Linked DNA regions of Sus scrofa: region 2 is linked to region 1. The links are chromatin contacts, called in public Hi-C maps. All regions are on one chromosome and are shown on one strand. The core of a region is the stretch at or near the end of the contact, and the rest is flanking DNA. Distances in the headings are between cores, read along the strand shown. Region 1 holds the start of ZNF639 (zinc finger protein 639). Region 2 holds the start of MFN1 (mitofusin 1).

The links. A called contact is a pair of places that touch in the nucleus more often than the background predicts.
Region 2: a contact with region 1 is called in a Hi-C map of skeletal muscle, with 2.4 times the contacts expected there. The contact joins the promoter of MFN1 here to the promoter of ZNF639 in region 1. A contact is called at or near these places in 1 of 5 promoter capture datasets (liver), 6 of 47 Hi-C or Micro-C datasets (alveolar macrophages, heart right ventricle, liver and 1 more) and 2 of 2 datasets of contacts at active chromatin or transcription factors (alveolar macrophages and skeletal muscle).

What each region holds. Positions count from the first base shown.
Region 1 is chr13:117,368,660-117,372,753 of Sscrofa11.1, reverse strand. It overlaps ZNF639 (zinc finger protein 639), which reads right to left and starts at 2,212. Exons shown (of 7, transcript NM_001244656.1): 1 at 2,189-2,212; 2 at 2,042-2,124. It overlaps KCNMB3 (calcium-activated potassium channel subunit beta-3), which reads left to right and starts at 2,448. Exons shown (of 4, transcript XM_021069862.1): 1 at 2,448-3,474.
Region 2 is chr13:117,404,046-117,408,139 of Sscrofa11.1, reverse strand. It overlaps MFN1 (mitofusin 1), which reads right to left and starts at 2,103. Exons shown (of 17, transcript NM_001315732.1): 1 at 1,992-2,103. The coding sequence starts at 2,103. LOC110256374 (a long non-coding RNA gene) reads left to right here and starts at 3,593. Exons shown (of 3, transcript XR_002337762.1): 1 at 3,593-3,868.

The DNA of each region.
Region 1 (4,094 bases), core at 963-3,462:
GCTCCTAGCAAGTCACGTCCTGCTTACAGTTCTTACACAGCCACCAACTGGGAGGAGGAGAATGGAATCACCCAAAGAAGCTGACAACCATGATATTTACAGAAATGGTATCAATTTATATATAATGCCTCACCTAACAACACAAACAGCATTTCTTGAGCCCACTCCCATTAACTGCATTTTAAAAAAATCAAAAAATAAAGCTGTTTTCAAATTTATGCAATAAATCAAAATCTCAAGACTTATTCCTAATGCCTCTTTTGCACACTTCCAGAATTTAAAAAGCTTTATACTTCATGTTCTAAATATTCTACAAGCATCAGAGAGAACACTGAAAACTGTCAGCCAAGCATGCGAAACACTTCAAACTCTTTCAAAAAAGCAAGAAAAGGAAACCAAGAATGGCATTAAAATTAATGTTGCAAGTTGGTATGGATTCAGACTGTCAGGTGAAAGGAATAGGATCACCATGATCACGAAATGTTTGACTCCTATTTCCGGCTGACCTCCTTTAAGCCAGATGGTAAAATGCTTGCTCAAAACCAAAAATCCTTCATCTCAGCAAATGTGTTTAGGTGCCTTTGATATGTATGACTGCCCAGATAAAGAAGTTTGGCTTTTCACTTAAGATGTCATGTAAACATTTGCTCACTTCTCCTTCTTTCATTGGGAAGATTCTGAATATACTTTTCATTCAAGTCCCACCTTACTCACTTCAAAACAACAGGTGTAATATATGTCACTGAAGTAAAATTAATCAAATCCTTAGGATGTATTCATCCAGAAAAACCACTGTTAACACTTTGTGTAGATGTCAAGACATTTTCTCATGTTACAGTATTCATATATATTTTACATTTACAAAAGGAGACCATGCCATCCAAAACATTCATTTTTTTAAAAAGTAACTTACAAAACACTTGTCAGCATCTTTCCATCTGTCATTTTTTTTCAACAATAAGAACGTCTGCATACAAAACACACTACAGATAACAGGCAGTCACCACTTAAATAGTTCAACCTTTCTGAAGCCTTTCGTGCAATGTAAATATTCTCTTCCTATTTGGTATAAACATAAGACAAGCATTTACAATAAAAAAAAAACCCTACAGATTTACCCTAAAGAGTTTTAAAAGCATGTTCTTTTCTACCCTCATTTTGAAACAAGCATATATTTTCCAGATTTTTAAAAGAAATGAAAATAAAAAAAATGCGACAGGAAAACTTGAACTAGTGCCCGCTATATATCCAACTTAGTGTCCGTTCTTGCTTTTCTCTTTGCTAAGAAATAACCTGCTTCAAATAACTCGTGTCCCTAGGTTGTACTGAAAAACAAAACCAAAAGGGGTTATAGGCACCCTAACAAGTGGCTTAGACTACTGGCTGGAGACGTAGAGCCGGGACCTTCGCCTGAAGGTTGCGGTTCTCCGTGCGTGCACAGGATGCGCCGCCGGAGGGTCAAGATGCCACCCAGCAAGGCCTGAGGGCCAGCGTGGCGTTTGGGGCCAGACGCCCGGAGGGGCCGCGCAAGAACCACCGGGACGCAGCCGTCTCCATCTCCGCGCCACGCACCCGCCCCACCGCAGCCCGGCGACTAGCGGGGCTTCCCAAGCCCCGACCCCAAAGTCAGCGTTCAGAAAAAAGCCGCGGGGGGCAGAGGCAGTCTTCGCAGGGGGTGGAACTGCCTTCGGAATGGGGGAGGGGAGCGCCATCCCGCCAGAAAACGAAAGCAGGATTTCAGTTTAAAAGACGCCATCCGGTCTTCCCTGCTCTCTCCCGCAGGAAGCTGCACCCGATCGGCCCGCTCCGCCCTCACACTCACCAGTGCCCTAGGCCCGCCTAGCCATCCCAGGCGCAGCTCCGAGGCGGCGGCAGCCCAGGCGCCCGAGGGCGGGCGGAGAGGCCGCGCGGCCCTGCCCGCGGGCAGCGCCGCTCCGGCCCTCGCGCTCCCGGGCGCTCAGCGGGGCTGGCCCCACTCCCTCCCCGCGCGCCCTACGCCCAGCCCGCTAGGCCCCGGGCCTAGCTCAGAGGCCGCACTCACCGCCTCGCTCCGCGCCTGCGCCGCACACCTCCCAGGTCCGCAGAGAGGGAGGGGAGGTGACTAGGTGAGAGTCAGGGCCGGGGATCCGGCGGCGTGGCTGCAGTACATAACCGGCCTGGGAGGGACCACCGGCCTCCAGCCCCAGGGGTGGCCCGGCGGCCCGCGCCCCCTGCAGGCACCTCCGCGCCTCTGCACGTCCCTTCTGGGCGAGGGACCGCCCCTCCCGAAACAGGCGAGTGATTCCACCCTCTACAATTGCTCCCCGCCGCCCTGCCGAAGGAACTTAGGCCAGTTTGCCACCAGCCCTCCCTCCCTTCCGGAAGAAGTGGGAGAAGCTAAGCGCGCCAGCCGCCCTTTTCCCACCCAGCTCCTCCAGGGGACGTGCGAGAAAGGTCTTGCTCGGGTTAGGCAATGCGTGGGGCCGCCGCCTGTTGGGGACGAAAAGGGCAGCTGTCCACGGAACTAGAGGGTGAAACTCTTAAAAGATAGAGAGTCATTGTTAGGCTTTAGCGGGATTCCCTGACAAAAAATCTTGGTGGAATGAATGTGAAATTATAGTGGACTGGATTAAACTCCTTTTCCGACCTTGGGTTTCTAGGAGCAGATGTAGAGAGGATTAAATTAAGCATAAATAAACTTGTGAACGGGGTGTGGTCACATGTTTAATTTTTTTTGACAAGGAGTTGAGGTTAGCTCCAATTCGCAATTGGTAAAGTGAGTTTGTGAGGGTAAGAGACTAGGTTTTATTCATTTTTGTAGCTTCTGTACCGGTTCAGATAATTAAGTGAATGATGAAGCCCATAGGCATTATTGTGTGCCCAAGGTCAATCTGTCTTTTTATCCGCTCATCCACTGTGCTTTTTCTGACTACCACATATTAACCAAGCAGCCACCGTAACGAAATAATCATAGATCTCACTGATCCCTTCAACTATCTCCCAGGATATAAAGCCATACTTGAAAGAGACCAGTTTGGGATACTTAATTTTTACTGTCTCATAACTTTCATGTGTGTGCTCAGCCCAAATAAACGAATATTTACGAATGCTGGCATGGCCCGAACCAAAGACGAAGAGATTTAGAGGCATCTTTTAATCCTAGTATAGTTTATATCCGGCACGGAATTGCCAAGTTTGTGGAATTTGTAAAGAACCTTGTGTATCCTTCCCTCCTCTGAGGTAGTCAGGCTCTCTTCATCTGCTGAGGTGATAGCCACAAGGGGGCGTTAGGGAGCCATTTTTTAAGGCTTTGCCAGCAGTGGTGAAAACCATGCGCGGATCTTGGGAAGGAGATCATTTTGCCTGCCAGCGCCAATGCCTTCGTTTAACTACCGTCGTGCTCTGGCTGCATGGGACTTTTGATTTGTGCTGGCAGCTGGACATCAGCTCTTGGTTGGCTAAGCCGACTCTTCTGAGAACCAACTAGTAGAAAAGGTACACCTCAACTAAATTTAGCTTTTATTTCTTTCACCTCTCCTCCATCTGAAACAATATTGTAATTTATCACCGGTTTGGAGTAGGGTTTTTTTTTTGGTTTTTTTTGGCTTTTTAAGAGACATTATCCAGTGAAATATTACTGTAACTCCTGAAGTGAACCTGTGTTAAATAAATTACTGGCGAAGACAGTCTCAATTTCTGAGCATAATTTGCCAAAAGTCAAAACACTTGTTTTTTATGAACTTGAATATTTACTCCATTCTTGACTATTTGTATTTCTTTTGTGAATTTTGAGTTTATATCCTTTGCTCATTTTTTTTCCCCAGGCTGTTTATCCTTATTTAAAAAATGAGGTTTTTAGCGTTTTATCTGAGATATATGTTGTATATATTTCTTTCCAGTTTGTTGTTTCTAATTTTTAATTTTGTTAATGGCTTAAACATTTAAAATTGTCGTGCAATCAAGTCTATTAATCTTTTCCTTTACAGGTTCTGTTGTTGGCCTTATGCCGAAATAATCTTTTATTCTACCCAATATCTAGTTGCATTTTTTTACTTTTACTTTTTAGTTGATCTGTAATTTGTTTTGGGATATAAGATGACTTTTTCTCTCTATCA
Region 2 (4,094 bases), core at 854-3,353, 35 kb before region 1:
GTTTATATTTCAGAAATATACATTTTTACATTTATATTTTTATCATCTCATTTTAAAGGTGAAAACAGGGAGATTCATTTGGTTATCTAAATGGTCCTAATTAGAGACAAATACGGACATAACTTAGAGGGTAACCCCCTATTTAAACTTAAGCTTTACAGATCTCATCAACTTGTCAAATACATTAATATGTGCAACTTGGTGAAAAAAGCTAAGAGTGGCTTAAATTAACATTATATTCATCTTTGATTTTCATTTTATTCCTGCTTTTCTGTTATTCCTGATTCACCTACTTTGCCTCTTTTTTTGTAACATTTTTTCCTGAGGTTCTAGAACCAGTGGTAAGTAGATAAGCTAGAGGTTCCCCAGAGAAAGAGAGCCAAAATGGCTTTTTTGACATAAGAGAAGACATTCTGGCCTAAGCCACTTTGTGATCTAAGCCTAACCACAATGCCTGCCCTTAACAGGTCTTAGTAATCAAAGATCTTAAGGGCAGGGAATGAATGCAGGAACAGAGAAAAAGAAGTCAAACAAGAGTACAGTGATAAAGCAGAGTCCCAGTTCCTCCTCAAGAGATATATGTTAAGAATAAATCTTTTTTTTTCTCCACACTGGCAGCATTCGGAAGTTCCGGGGCCAGGGAACAAATCCATGCCACAGCATCAACCTGAGCAGCTGCAGTGACAACACTGGATCCCTAACTCGCTGCACCACAAGACAAATCCTATAATAACATACATGAGTTCTGCAGGAACTAAGGCCCCTATTCAGGCAGAGAACCAAGTGATGACGCTGACCCTCCTCACTTCAATCAACCAAGACTTGGACTCTGTTGATCTTTGCCCCAATTCTCCCCTGAATTCTCCTCCACTCAAGCCACTTGAATTATGTACGTACTCTTAGCCTAAAACTTCCCCAATTTTGCTGTTCAGAGAGACAGAGCTGCAGGAAAGATCCCCAGTGTTCTCCTAAATTGCTGCAAGTAATAAATCCTTCTTTGTCCTGATCTTTGGCTTGGTTGTGTCTACTGGCTCAAAGTGAACCCAATTTACATTCTACAGCTGCCATTTCATTATCTCCTACATAATACTTAACCTACTTAACAGGCTCAATATACAGATGTTAAATTTAACTTCCTTTTCACTTTATTTTAAATTTTTAGAATAAAATACTATTCAAAGTCACTGTGTCAGCTCAAATTATTTCCAAATTGAAAAATCAAGATTCTGTACCAGTACTTTTTTCCCTTATTCAACAAAACTTGAATTGTGTCAGATCTGGTGACAGGGAGAGAATGATAAGGCAGGATTCGCACTCTCTAGGAATTCAAAATCTAGTGAAAAGGGATTAGGAAAAGAAGTTTGATTCTACCAAATGTTTTCCCACAGTCAGCAGAGTTTACAGAACCCCTCCCTTTTCACTGTATGCTTGAAGGTCAACATTATCTCTAAAGTAATATACCATAGAGTATGACATTATCACCTCTATTTGAATAGCTACACCCACGTTAAGATAACTCCTTTTGCCCTTTTCCCACTGCATCCCAGCCTCATTTGAGAGGATAAGACAGGTCTGTCTGAGATCTTAGTTTACCTGCTAAGTGGATAAGGAAGATAAGTATACTGATTCAATGTGGGCTACCCGGCTTTTAGTCTGGGCATTTACCAGCTATGTGATCTTGGCTAAGTCACTTAACTTTTCTGTGCCTTAGTTCCTTTATCTTTAAAATAAGTGAGATTAAAATCTGTCTCAGTGCTGATTTGAGAGTTGAGTTAATAATACAATAAAATGCCTAGAACAGTACCTCACACACAAGCACTTTTTTCTTAGTTGCTATTAATATAAGTCAATCTTCCTCACTTGGTGGGCAGAAAAGTGGTGGGTTTTATGTGTTACAAAGCCCTACATGTATTCAGTAACCCAGGCTGAAAAAATAAAGCACCTTTATGGATTTTCAAAAGTAATTATTTGAAAAATTTAGAGGAACTAACCTTCAACAAAATGTGATCCTTCAGTAACAAACTCCAGTAACTGTTCAAAGATTGCAGTAATTGCCTTTTTAGCCAGCACAAAGTGCTTCAGTGGAGAAGCAGTTTCTGCCATTATGCTGAAAATAAAAAGTACAAATTAAACTTGATGATAAAAGACATCTGAATTAAGGGCACTTTCCAGCAACATATTCTCCTTAACAAAACTTCCAAAAAACTTTTTTTTTTTTTCTTTTTTGTCTTTTTTAGGGTCAAACCTGCGGCATTTGGAGGTTTACAGGCTAGGAGTCCCATCAGAACTACAGCTGCTGGCCTACACCACAGCCACAGCCACAGCAGATCCAAGTTGCCTCTGCAACCTACACTACAGCTCGTGGCAACACCAGATCCTTCACCCACTGAAAGAGGCCAGGGATTGAACATGTGTCCTTCATGGATGCCAGTCAGATTAGTCTCCTCTGAGCCACTATAGGAACTCCCCAAAAAACTTTTAGATGACTGTTCTTTGGGGGGGAAAGGTGTTTTAGTCAAAGACTACTTTGGGGTGATATTCCATTAAAATAAATGAACTCTGTTGGCCAAAATCTTGGTTGCAATTTCTACTTTAGCTCCCTTTACTGACAATGAATCTGGCTAAATTCTGATTCTTAACTACATCTGGGAACAGGATGAGTGAGATGAAGCCAAGTTCACAAACACTAAGTTTCTCAACCTGGACCTCTGGTTGGGTGGAGGTGGATATGCAGAGCAAGGAAATGAATTCCAAGATCATAATGCAATACAAACGTTTAAAAAGCAGCAGTTCTCAACACAACAAATAAGGAGGCAAACCTTAAAGCAAGCCATAGTACCAAGAACTTAAAGGAATATAAATTAAAAAAAAATTATGACAGCTTTTCATGAAAAGATACCAAACAAAAGCGATCACAAACCAGTCTGACCCTGGTGTGCATGTGTGTAAAATGGAGCAGAATGTCCGTAAAGAAGGCTGAGCCTTCCAAAGCGTCAATGAAGGAGCCGCGTGAGAAAGTACAGAGAGGGCAACAACCCGGTTCAGCTGGGTGTGAACACCTACCTTAGGAAAGGGCCTTCCCCGCCCTCCACACGGGCCGCGGGAGCTCCGCCAGCAGGGCTCGCAGCCAGACTCTCCGCCGCACCGGGGGCGCGGGCTTCGGGCTCGCGGACTTTGCGGGCCTGACCCGGCCTCTGGCCCCGCTCACGACCCCGCTGGCTCGCTCCTTTCCGCAGGACCGCGGCGGCGCCTCGTCACAGAGCGCCCCGCGCACGACTCCCCGCCCCACAGCCCGGGCCAGAAGAAGGTCACCCCGAGCAGGGAACCCGCAAGTAGCCGAGGCGACAAGCACTCACCCTGTCTCAGGTCCGACTTGTCACCCAGCAACCGCAGCTCGGCCACAGCCCTCAACCCGCCTCATTCTCCCAAGAGAAGGTGGAAGACTGGGAGGAGGCGGGAGGAGAGGCGAGAGGACAGTCACTTCCGGTCTCCTGCCCTCCCCGATTTTGTTTGGCTCCGTAACCGGAAGTGCGTGTACGCGGAGCGCCATTTTTCTTAAGGGCAGAAGTCAAGGAGTTGAGGTAGGGAATGCTTCCACAAAAACGTTTTCACGGTTATCCGGAACTTCTGCTTGTCCACACTTTCCCTTAAAAGTTTCCCAAACTGCCCAGCCTAGGCATAGCTATCTGCCAGTGGCTGCTTTAATGAGGAAGACCTGAAAGGAAGAGGAGCGAGATGAGGTGGAGTTGGGGGTCCCAGACAAGGATTCCTGCTTCCTGGCCAGCAACAATAAAGGAAAACTTTTTGACCTCATCACCACCCTCTTCTTGAGGTTGGAGCACAGCTGTGTGTGTTTGTTGTATTAGAGGTGAGAATTAGAAAATTGATGTATCCTTGACTAGTGCTTCTCAAATTTTGTACTTAGGAATTTTGTATGTAGGGATCTTGTTAAAGTGCAGATTCTGATTCATTGGGTTAGAAGTGAGGTGGGTAGGTGCATTTCTAACATCTGTGGAGAGCTTCTGCTGCTGGTCTGCACATGGCTCAAAGGAAAGTCCCAGGATGTCTTTTTGGAGTTGGCAAGTGAGGCAGTT